2 separate regions of the Mus musculus genome follow, and region 2 is linked to region 1. Evidence: chromatin contacts called from public HiChIP or PLAC-seq data. All regions are on one chromosome and are shown on one strand. The core of a region is the stretch at or near the end of the contact, and the rest is flanking DNA. Distances in the headings are between cores, read along the strand shown. Region 1 has its middle 74 kb from the start of Gm32500. Region 2 has its middle 27 kb from the start of Gm39826.

Region 1 (2,832 bases), core at 195-2,694:
GTGAGCCTTAAACTGTTTCTCAGGTGTCTGTCATGGCCCCAGAAACCAACACACATGTAGTCAGTGAAATAGTTATTTTTAGTGTTTACCCTGCTCAAATGACACATATGTATCAGTTTGATGTGTAGTTGTGACTGCCATTGGAAACAGAATATATGTGTCTGTGTTAAGACTTGATTTCAAAGCAGCAGCGATAAGAGCAAACACTGATTGTTACTCAGATGTTGTCGTGCTCCTCCCAACTTCAAAAATATTTATTACGGATAGACATGTCTTCTAGCATAATCATTCTGAAGTATTAAATAATATGATTTTATCATAGATGGATTTTATCTACTTTATATTATATCTGAATTTATGAAACTACTTGTCACAACTGAGCTGAACATCCATAAATTTCATATCAGAATTCAAAAGACTGTTATAAAATGGGATTTGGGTTTATGAAGGTTGAAATTAGGATAGGTTAATGGTGACATTCCAATGTTTGTTTGGTTTCTTTCCATCTCCCTTCCAGGATTATGAAAAATGTTCAGCTTGGGGTCTGAGAGCTTGGTCTGAAACATCTTCCAAGTGGGATCTGGTCATTTTCTCAGCTCTCTGGTCCATCACTTGCTCAATGCTGTTCTGAGTCAATCTTGTCAAGAGCATGCCCTGGGTGGAATATCATTGACAAGTGCCAGATGGGTGCTAGAGGAAATTGGCAGAGCAAATAGGGTGGATGACATGGAGTCATCATGACAAAAGCAGTCCCCTCTGAGAAGCCAGACTGAAAGGAAACCAACAGGAGGAGTAGGAGACAAAACAAAAGCCCTGGGCAGGCTCCATCTTGTGATGTAGAATGGATGGGTGTGTAGCCCAGAGAACATTTAGAACTGATGGGAGCGAGGTCAGAGTGACACAAGCCACCTGGCCAGGCACAAGCACTGGTCAAATTCTTTGGGCCTCACAGGTTTTGGTAAGACAATTAAATCTTATTTTAAGAGCAATATAAGCCCTTTTGAGGGCTTTAGGGAAAGAACAATATAACTGAGTTTGCATTATAAAACAATTCCTCTGATTGCAATGAGGAGAATGGCCTTTGGCTGTTCTGAAAATATTTGTTTAATAAATATGTATCCAAATACATTTTCACAGAAATGAATAATATATCTGTGAGTTCAATCATGCAGAAATTCTAGCAGGCTTCAAACCTGTGCGGACCACACCCCACACAGGCTCCTGTTTCTACCTCACAGTAGTCCCTGTCTAACCTTCAGGTTCCTCATGGATGACAATAAGGCCTTGAAGATTTCCTTCAGCCCAGGATAATTCAACAGTCCAGCCAAGGCTGCTCTGCTGCCAAAACTCGTTGGCTGTAAGCAGCTGGAGAGAGTATGCAGAGGCTCTGCTCTGCTGATCATTCTCGGCTTGGCATTTGTCTGCAGCTGGAGCCCTTTCTATAAGATCACTCAGCATCTATAAGTTGACTCATTTCCATACTGATTGCAAAGCTGGAAGTGTACACACATTCTTATTCTTGGCCCAAATGCTTGCCGGCAGTAGCTCTGACGATGGGGGCCTTGACACCACTTGGGAGTTATTGTCTCACGTGCTATTGATATGAGTGGGATTTGGAAGACACACAATTTGATAATCAGACCCCATCTGCAGAGTAATCACGAGCTACATTATGGGGAAAAAGCAAGCAAATGCTAGAGATGGAACTGTCTTATTTTCAACTTCCTTTACCCCAGCAAAGACTGTGCTAAGAGATTTTGATATGCAAAACAACTTTGTATTTTTTTAATATAACAAGCATCTCAGCATTTTAGCATTTATCTAAATACAGCAAGTGGCAAGCTATAAAACAAAATGCTCCCTTGTACATGATCTCATTTGCAAATGAGTTTTAAGAGGAACATATTTGGGGAAGGTATTTAAGCTGCAGGAAGCGTGTGACCATTAGACAGTTTCCCTTCAATCTACCCACTCTCCTCCAAGATGATGGTATGGCCAATGGCAAACTGGTGGGTGGACCATACCAATTCACCTTGGTTTTCTCAACTGTAAATTGTGAATAGTATTATTACAACAAAATCGTGGCCCAGGGCAAAGACCCAGTCTGCAAAATGCTTGTTGCACAAGAATGAGTACCAGCCTTTGAATCTTTGGCACCCAGGTTGGTGTGGACATGGTGGTACATATATGTAATCTCAGCACTAAGGGAGGCTGTTGGGGAATGGGCAGAAATGGGAGAAGTATTTCTGGGACTTTGTTGGTCACCTGCTCTATTTGAGTTAGGGAGCTATGGGTTTAGGGTTTTAAACCTTAAAATGAAGAGCCATTGAGGAAGACAATGAGTGTTGGCTTCTGGCTTTTGTGTGAATTCATATAAGAGCATGTACATCTCCCACAACAACACATGTACCCACAACACACATACACATGAGCACATACACATACAAATACCACAAACACAAAGTTGGGGTGAGCATGCATTCATGAATGTGGAGCTTGGAATAGAGCCTGAAACACATTAAGAACCCAGGACCACTGAGATGCTATGACTGATTGTTGCATTCTTCTCCAATGCTAGACACACCCACAAGTTTCAGTGAATTCAGTCATCTACTACAAACCTTTAATTCCCATTTTCTTTTATCAAGACTATATCAGAGATAGTCTATCACCTGCATAACATGCTAAACAGCCTGGGTTCCATGTCCAACACTGCACAACAGGAAGAATTCTGAAGATTTAATTTTCTTTTCAACATTGAGATCTGCATCATTAACACGTTCAGACTTTAATTTTATGGACAGTGTGCCATCTAGTTAACCATTAAATCAA
Region 2 (2,700 bases), core at 18-2,517, 400 kb after region 1:
AGCGCACACACCACCAAGTTCTGAGCCCCGGGCCTTGCCACAGAAGCTTGCCTCTGAATGACGGCTGTGTCAGTCTCCTGGGTCAGAGTCTGCTCATTGTTCTGCTCATTTGGCTTGGAGAGCCTTGTACCTGTCTCTTCCTCCTGTCCATCAAAACAGCACCTGGGCACCTGTCAAATGCTCAAGCATCCTCCCCAGGCCTCAGAAAGCAGAAGCTAACCACCCCCCATGCTACCCAAAGAAAGCACACAAGAATGCTCTGACCTTGTGGGATCCCTTGTAGACATAACTCTTGGAATTAGGAATGCCTTTCAGGGTCTGGGGAGATGGCTCAGTTAGTAAAGTCCTTGCTGGACAAGCATGAGATCTGTGTTCGATATTCAAATCTCATTTGAAAAAGCCTGGATTAGTGATGCACCCTTAGTCCCAGCATTAGGGGTGGGGAAGCTGGATCTTTAAGGTTTCCTGTCTATGTAATTCAGCCTAACTATCAAGTTCCAGGATAGTGATAGAACCTGTCTCACAAAACAAGGGGACAGCTCTTGAGGAGTGACACCCAAGGTAGACCTCTGGCTCCCATCTCACATACACACTAGTATATGTACCCACACAGAGAGATGTATCTACACATGATCACATGTTCTCTCTCTCTCTCTCTCTCTCTCTCTCTCTCTCTCTCTCTCTCTTTCTCTCTCTCTCTCCATGAATATTCAGTCAAATATTCTGAGTTACTAGAAAAGAAACTGAGGCTTAATAGGTGACTCGACCCATCCAAGTTCTAGAGCCTTGAAAGCTACAGCAGGCTCTTATGCTCTGGACAAAAGTACAGGGGAGAAAATGAAAGCATCTCTCACCTTACTCCTCTTCCTGGTCTCATTGTCCTCACCAAGCCCCATCCTAGGTCTTAGTTCCTAGGGAACTGCTGTTCTACATGCAAACCACCAAATGACCACAGGGATGTGGGTGATTTTGGGTCATCACCATGGTGCATTTCTTACTCTTATTAGATTTGGATCCAGTCAGGAAGATGGAAGAAAAGGAATTACATTCAGAGAGTTGGTATTTTTCCTCCTGTTAAATTGAGCTGTGGGAGGTATGATATGCTGAACTGGTACATTTTAAAAGACAAAACCCCTAATGTTTTAAGGAGTGTTTTCTCCCCATTAACATGTTGCTTAGCAACATTTTTACAATATCAGCAGCTGTGTGACTTGGAGCTGAATGAATGTCTAGAAATGCAGAAAGAACCAAACAGGGGAACGCAGGGCCCTGGTAGCATGCTGCCTTTGTTAGGGAAGATGGGGGTGTCCTCCAACATGGGACACAGGCGGCCCGTGCTTCCTTCCAATTCAGTTAGACATTGTCAGCTGACCACTTTGAGAGTTGGGTTCTGGTTTTAGCTACATAAATTTTTACCAATTTTTATGTGATGAAAAGCTTCAAATACATACAAAAATAGAACAGTGTTATGAACTCTTTTATATCTATTACAAAGCATTAACATTTTGCAATTCACGGCCCATCTTCTTTTACTTATTTTCCCTACTTCATCTTCTTTAGAAGTCAAGATGTATCGAATATCTATCATTTCATCCATGAATATGTCTTATGTCAGTCTCAGGAAGGAAGGGCTTTGTAAAAATAAAGCACAATTATGTCATCCCATCAAACCAAAAGTTACCAGCTTGTCTTGTGATGTCACCGAAGGATGAATGAGAGAGGCAGCTTCCAACTCTCTGGGGTTTCTCATTTACATTACAGGGAAGACCTCAGTAAGTGAACAAGGCGGTCACTTCTCTGTGCCTCCACTTCACTTGATCATCATCATCATCATCATCATCAACAACAACAACAATAACAACAACAACAACAACACCTGTGTACTATGTCCTGCAAAGCCTCCTGGAATTAGAGTAACACATTTTTGAGGGTTTAGTTTTTATTTACTTACTTATTTATTTCCAAATAATGTTGGTCTTTCCAGACTACTGAGTTTGGTGCTCACAACCAACAGTCTCTAACTCCTGTTCTGATGGCCTCTATAGACACCTTCACAAACACACACACTACAAACACACACACGCGCGCTAACTCCTGTTCTGATGGCCTCTATAGACACCTTCACAAACACACACACTACAAACACACACACGCGCGCGCACACACGCACACACACAATACGTACATATACACACTTCCACACACGCATAAACACCACATGCACACAAAAGAAAAGAAGAAGTAAACTTGATCAGATTGAAAATTGATCTCTTGGTGAAAGAATCAAGCAATGGGATTGAAAGGTCAGCATTGTGCTCTGAGCAGAGAGATGTGAATAACGGACATGTTTTTGCCCAAAAGTGGAGCCTCTGGCATGGCCTTCACTTTCCTTAGCACCTTTACAGTTTGATTTTCAGATGCCACTCATAATATTTTTTTTCCTTTGCTCAGTCCTTCCATCCTTTCTCTATCCCTTGGCTCTCTGAAAGATGTCTTTCTGGAGCCAATAGCATTTTCCTCTCTCTTTTATTAACTACTCAGAATTTTGTTTCTGGTTTTGCTGCTGCTAGTTGAAAGGTACAGTTAAATTTATCCATACGATTGATATGTCTTTTTATTTAATGCTGGTTTTAAAAGACTTTTTTCTTTATAAACATGTGTGTATTTATACATATGTGCATCTGGATGTGGGTTTGTTGA

What was found. HiChIP or PLAC-seq counts read pairs in DNA pulled down with a chosen protein or histone mark.
Region 2: an H3K27ac HiChIP or PLAC-seq map of VIP interneurons shows a contact between it and region 1, with 4 times the contacts expected there. The contact joins two enhancer-like sites. A contact is called at or near these places in 3 of 115 datasets of contacts at active chromatin or transcription factors (the NIH/3T3 cell line, SST interneurons and VIP interneurons).

What each region holds. Positions count from the first base shown.
Region 1 is chr11:56,350,602-56,353,433 of GRCm38.p6, forward strand. No RefSeq gene overlaps it. Among named protein-coding and RNA genes, the nearest start is that of Gm32500, 74 kb to the right of the region's middle. Within about 2 kb of position 1,445, at least 7 of the 459 cell types and tissues checked have an H3K27ac peak or open chromatin away from gene starts, as enhancers often do. A contact at or near this core is called in SST interneurons and VIP interneurons, where this site is marked.
Region 2 is chr11:56,752,719-56,755,418 of GRCm38.p6, forward strand. No RefSeq gene overlaps it. Among named protein-coding and RNA genes, the nearest start is that of Gm39826, 27 kb to the left of the region's middle. Within about 2 kb of position 1,268, at least 27 of the 459 cell types and tissues checked have an H3K27ac peak or open chromatin away from gene starts, as enhancers often do. A contact at or near this core is called in SST interneurons and VIP interneurons, where this site is marked.